Linked DNA regions of Mus musculus: region 1 is linked to region 2. Evidence: chromatin contacts called from public HiChIP or PLAC-seq data. All regions are on one chromosome and are shown on one strand. Each heading gives the region's core, a stretch centred on a gene start, on an enhancer-like site or on the middle of the called end of the contact. The rest is flanking DNA. Distances are from core to core; before and after follow the strand shown.

Region 1 (2,765 bases), core at 225-2,724, 86 kb before region 2:
CTAGTTATAGTATTAGAAATTAAAACAAAGGGACTTAAGGGGCCAGAGAGGTGGCTCTGTGGATAAGAGCACTTGTTGCTCTTGCAGAGGACCTAGGTTCTGTTCCCATCATGCACATGGCAGTTCACAACCATCTGTAACTCCAGTTCCTGGGAATGCAGTGCCCTCTTCTGACTTCCCTGGTACCAGGCACACACACAGGGCACGTGCATTGAAGCAAGCACTCATTCACATAAAATAAAAATAAGTAAATGTTGGGGGCAGGGTGTGTTTTGATTTTTGTTTCTGTATCCCTGGCTGTCCTGGACCTCACTCAGTAGACTGGGTGCCAGGATAAAAGGTGTGAGCCACCATGCCTGGCTAAGTAAATCTTTTCTTCCTTTCTTTTTTTAAGGAGGAGGGTCTCTAAAGGGCTTACCTATATTAACTTAAAATTAGTAACAATAGGGAGAAGGCAACATTGTGGAAAGATCTATAATTACAGTAGATAACAAAGGAGAAGGAAGTTCAGAATACAGAGAGACAGGAAGCAGGTGTGATTGCCCAGTGCCTGAGAGGGGAGACATGGGATTGGGGTCATGGTCACAAAGTTTCTTGGTAATGAAAATCTTCTAAAATGTATCATGGTGGTTGTACAAAGCTTCACTTTAGGATTGGCTTTGTTGTTGTTGTTTTGGTTTTGGTTTGTGTGTGTGTGTGTGCTGAGGGTTGAACCCAACGCCTCACAGATGCAGAGTATTAGGGAGGCCAGAGGAGGGCCCTGGATTCCTTGGCTACTCTGCCCTGAGCTATATACCTCAGCCCCAGAGTGTGTCCTATGGATGAATAAATTGTGTGGATTATATCTCAACAAAGCTGGGTGGGGTTGTGTGTGTGTGTGTGTAACTTTAAATTTTTTATAATAAATTTGCATAAGAGAAAAATAGATTTTTATGAAAGTAACTGAATTTTCCAAAGGGAATAAAGACATAAGAAGAGAGGCTGTTTCCCGTTGTGAACGGCTGCTACCCTGCTTTCCCCCAACAGCCGGTTTCCAGGCCTGCTGCAGCTGCCTTCAAGCTGTCACAGCAGGTTGTTTGGGACAGGGATCTATACAGAGCCCAATATGACGCAAGTTATGTCCCTGGAAGAGGCCCTTGAAGAGCCTCATTTTTCCAAAGGGCCTCAGGCTCCTCCCCTGGTCTTTAGACCTTGGAATGTGCTGTTCGGCCTTCCAGAATGGATGTATACTTGCCCTTTGGAAGCCATAGCCTTGGCTCTAAGCCCATCATTGCTTGTCCCATTGCAAAATGTCTCCAAACCTGCTTATCTGAGCTAGTGTCATATGGGGCTCGCCTCCTTGAGATGCCCTGTGTGCCTGTCACCTTTAGGCACTGCAGGAAGCAGTTAGCGGCTTGGGGCTAGCCCAGCTACACCCTCCTAAGGGAGCTCCCATCAGCAGTGACTCAGTGCTGTTTGAGAGACTCACCCAGACTGTCTGATGAGCAGCCATCTGTGCGCATGGTTCCTAGAGATATGCTGTTCTCTAGTGAGGACACAGTGAAGAAGAGGAGAGCCTCCTGAGTGCCTCCCTGTTGCAAGGCAACAGCCCCTCCAAGGCCAGCCACATCTGGATTTGATTTTTCCAGTTCCCTCACACAACACTGGTACCTTCATGCCTACAGTCAGGGGAGCTGGCTTCCCCAGGGCCATGGCAAAAGTTGCAGCCATCTGGGGATACCCTGAGGAGCTAATTAGCTCTCCTCCCTCACATCCAGTTTATGGACTGTGATACAAAAGTCCCCAGTGAACTGACTTAGAGGAAGAGACACAGAAAAGATACCCAGGTACCGTGATATGCCCTTGTAACACAAGTGTGCTTGGACCCAGGCCAGGCCGGAAATTGAACAAGCAGTAAAATAGCAGCCTTTGCCCAGCCCCGGGCTGGTGTTTCCTACTGTAGCCTTTGGACCTTTGGGAGGCCCACCCCAGCTAAAAATTCTTCAGGAAGGTGATACCCTGTGACTCAGTTACCCAACTTCTCCCCTCCTGGAGGGGGCATCTTTCTTCCACCCTTTCCAACTCTGGGATGCCAGTGAGACACCGTAGAGACAGCCATTGTCTGCCATGGGGCTCCTGAGTTGAAGGGTAAAGGAGACAGCTAAGGATAGCCCTGGAGAGATGCAGTCTGCACCCAGTCTGACCTGCCCAGTCTCCAGTGGTCTTTCTTGGTCTTTCTAAGAATATGATGGCCCCACATGGCTTGGCATATGGGGGCTTGTAGACATGGGACCCAGTGTGGCAAGACAGAGGACAAGAAGCCTACCCACCTTCTCGGTGGTTTTCAACTCTTCTTTGGCAGCACTTTGATTTTTTTATTTGTTTGAGACCAAGAGCTGCTCTGCCCCCATCCCGTCCCCAGTAACACCTGCCTACCCCAGGACCTTAGAACACAGTTTAATAACTTGTAGTTGATCTGCCATTTCACAATCAGGAAAAAACACATCCCAAGGAGAGGGTCCCTCACCCACAGACCTACAGTAAGCCAAGGGGATTACAGAGTTCTGAGAGCATCGCCCCCAAGGACAGATGTACTCAGGAGAGGGGCAGAGCCTAGCATTAAGTCAACAGCCAAAGGGGAGCAAGCAGAACAGATGAAAAAGAAAACCCTTAGCTGGCCATGGCCTGTACTCCCAGTGGTTGGGAAGCTAAGTTAGGAGGGTTGCAAGTTCGAGGCCAGCCTGGGCTGCACAGTAAAGGGGAAGGGAAAGGAAAAGAAAGAAGGG
Region 2 (2,700 bases), core at 26-2,525:
GACAGCTTGTTTGGTGCAAGAAGAGAACTCATGGTGTAGACTGTCTTCTGCTCCCCATGCACCCGCATACTTCGCTCTCCTCCTGAATAAAGATTTTTAAAACTGTAATGTGTATCAGGAGGTGGAGGCAGGCAGATCACAGTGAGCTAAGATAAACCTGAGCCTTATTCGTGAGTTCCAGGCCAGCCAGGGCTACACGGTTAGACCTTGTCTCTAAATACACAAAACAGGCGAAAGTAAGTCACAGTGAGAAAAAGCCAAAACAAAACAGTGGTCACTTCTGCTTGCTTTTTGGAGATAGTCTAGATGTGGCTAGGATATGCCACATCTGAATTGGTGCATGCAAATCTGTACATTTAAGATACGGGCACAAAGGAAACACCAAAACAAATTATGCATCTAGGAAGTTTCAATTATTGAGAACTTTGTGTTAAAACTTAATGAGGATTTATGAATTAATCAAGCTGTATTTGGGAAAACCCATATTTTCATCATTAAAGATAATAAATGGACTCTATATTGTAATAAAATCAACAAAAACAGAACTAAGTTGAAAAATGAAAAATGCACCAAAAACGAGTAAAAGAAAACGTTTCTTTAAAAGTGTGAGAACAACTGAAAGGGTTTGGAGACTATCTGGGATACCGCAGTGGATGGTTCTTGGGATTTTTGTCTTTAAACGTCAATACGGTATTCTGCAAAAGCTTATGAATGGAATGTAATCCTGGATCCATTTACTTAAAATTGAAAACAAAATCTAGGGCTGGGAATGTGGCTCAGTGCAAGAGTGCTTTCTCAAAGCTGTGGGTCCTATTCTCAGTTCTGCAAAACCACCAAAAAACCTGTTGACCATTGATCAAACTGACTCCAGCTGTCATTTATGCTTCCAGTAGCAGATATCCGACAATTTACATACTACGTTAGCTCACATTAGGTACATGATGGCCTCTGCCAAGTTGGTAGTGTTACCACCTTGGAAACCACGAAGTCACCCAAGCGTGCCAGCTCTGATGTGGCCGTGAATTTATGAACTGAGGCCTGACCCAGGTCCCCAGTTAGAAATGTGTGGTTGGAGTCAGTGGAGGCTGGAAGCTCCTTCGCTGATCAAACGGGCACCGCTACCTGCAAGCGCAGGTGCAGGCGCGGTCTCGTTAGACCCTCAGCGCTCGGCCGGCCCCACGGCCAGGGTCTCTTAGTTGGGTCCCTAGCTCGCGTGTTCCGGAGCGCCGCGCACCACCCCCGGGGCCTTCAGGTTGTCGGAGGCGGGGACGCGCATCGGCCGGCGGGAGCGCGCAGAGCCGAGAGGCCTGCGAGCCCGGCTGAGGGAGACATGCGGCGGACTCGCAGTGCCGTGGCCACCGGCCCGCGGGAGCAGCGGCGCTCGGGGGCCACCGGGGGCTTGAGCGGCGGCGAAAGCCGCGCGCAGCGCTCCCGGAGCAGGACTAGGGCCGGGGCCGGGGGCGGGGGCGGGGCGGTCGGTCCGCAGCCGTCGGCAAAGCCGCGGCCCAAGCCACCGCCGCGGGCCCAGGAGGCGGCCGCCGAGGAGCCACCGCCGGCGGTCACCCCCGCCGCCTCGGTGTCGGCGCTCGACCTGGGGGAGCAGCGGGAGCGCTGGGAGACGTTCCAGAAGCGGCAACGGCTCAGCTTCGAGGGCGCCGCCAAGCTGCTGCTGGACACCTTGTGAGTGTGTCGGGGGCGGCGGGCCGGCACACGCGAGGTGCGCACGGGCGGCGGGACCCGAGGGCTGAGTGCTGAGCCGTTGGCGGGCTGCTCCGGACGGTGTCGGGCTGAGTGCGCGGAAGGGCCCCTCAGGGTGAAAAAACAGACATCCCCCGGCTTGCCAGCTACCAAGACCGTTTTACCCGTTTTTGCACGTGCTTTCGGGGAGTGGGCGGGAGGAAAGGTCGAAGTGGAGAATTTAGTGACCCGAGGAGCGAAGGCCGGTTGTTCTAATCAGTTCCCCGGAGGGAGGGTGCAGGGTGCGGTTATTGATCTCGGAGGGAAAGGCGCGCAAAGCGTTGTCCAGGACGGGCGCTTGCAGGGGGAATGGGGAGTTAAGGTGTTATGTTCTCATCCCCGGTCCGGGCTGGCAGCTCCCCCAGTCTGTGCTTCTGAAGTGCTTCCAGCTTCTTTGGTGGCCTAAGGAGCAGATCTGAGGTCCGTTATTGGGGAAAAGAGCTGATGACTACTCTGGCCAGATGCCTGCTCTTTGGCAAATGTAATGTGAACCCCTTCCTCCTTTACCCATTGTGCTCCGAGAAAAACCCAGTACCCTTGTCTTATAGCCCTCACTCGCAGATGAATTAAAAAGAACAATAAAAGACAAAGAAAACTAACGTTAACCCAACAATTGTTTAACAACCTGAACTACTTTTCATAACAACAAGATGCTCTTTTGTCTTTGTCCCAGAATTAGTTCTCTTGGTTTTGGTGGATCCTCTAAGAACTGGAGTATTTAGTTAGCTTTCTATCTGTTTCGTTTATTCAATTTTATCCCCTTGGGCTATAAATTGAATGCTTTAAAACATTAAAACAAAAATCAGTTAAAACTTAAAAAAAATGAAATATAACACGGAGTACCTGTTGTGTACTAGCTACTGGGAGATCTAAATGATACTATATAAAACTCAGTAGAGCTGGGCACAGTAGCACATGCCGACAATCCTAGCATTCAGGAGGCCGAGGCGGAGGAGTACAGTG

Evidence for each region. HiChIP or PLAC-seq counts read pairs in DNA pulled down with a chosen protein or histone mark.
Region 1: an HNF4G HiChIP or PLAC-seq map of pancreatic cancer cells shows a contact between it and region 2. The contact joins the enhancer-like site here to the promoter of Cenpv in region 2. A contact is called at or near these places in 2 of 39 promoter capture datasets (hippocampal neurons and pre-B cells), 2 of 115 datasets of contacts at active chromatin or transcription factors (embryonic stem cells and pancreatic cancer cells) and 3 of 9 other capture datasets (adipose tissue, liver and pancreatic islet).

What each region holds. Positions count from the first base shown.
Region 1 is chr11:62,623,525-62,626,289 of GRCm38.p6, reverse strand. The region is part of intron 1 of Lrrc75a (leucine rich repeat containing 75A); the gene reads left to right. Among named protein-coding and RNA genes, the nearest start is that of Lrrc75aos1, 9.8 kb to the left of the region's middle. Within about 2 kb of position 1,474, at least 140 of the 459 cell types and tissues checked have an H3K27ac peak or open chromatin away from gene starts, as enhancers often do. A contact at or near this core is called in hippocampal neurons and pancreatic cancer cells, where this site is marked.
Region 2 is chr11:62,537,836-62,540,535 of GRCm38.p6, reverse strand. It overlaps Cenpv (centromere protein V), which reads left to right and starts at 1,275. Exons shown (of 5, transcript NM_028448.1): 1 at 1,275-1,680. The coding sequence starts at 1,331.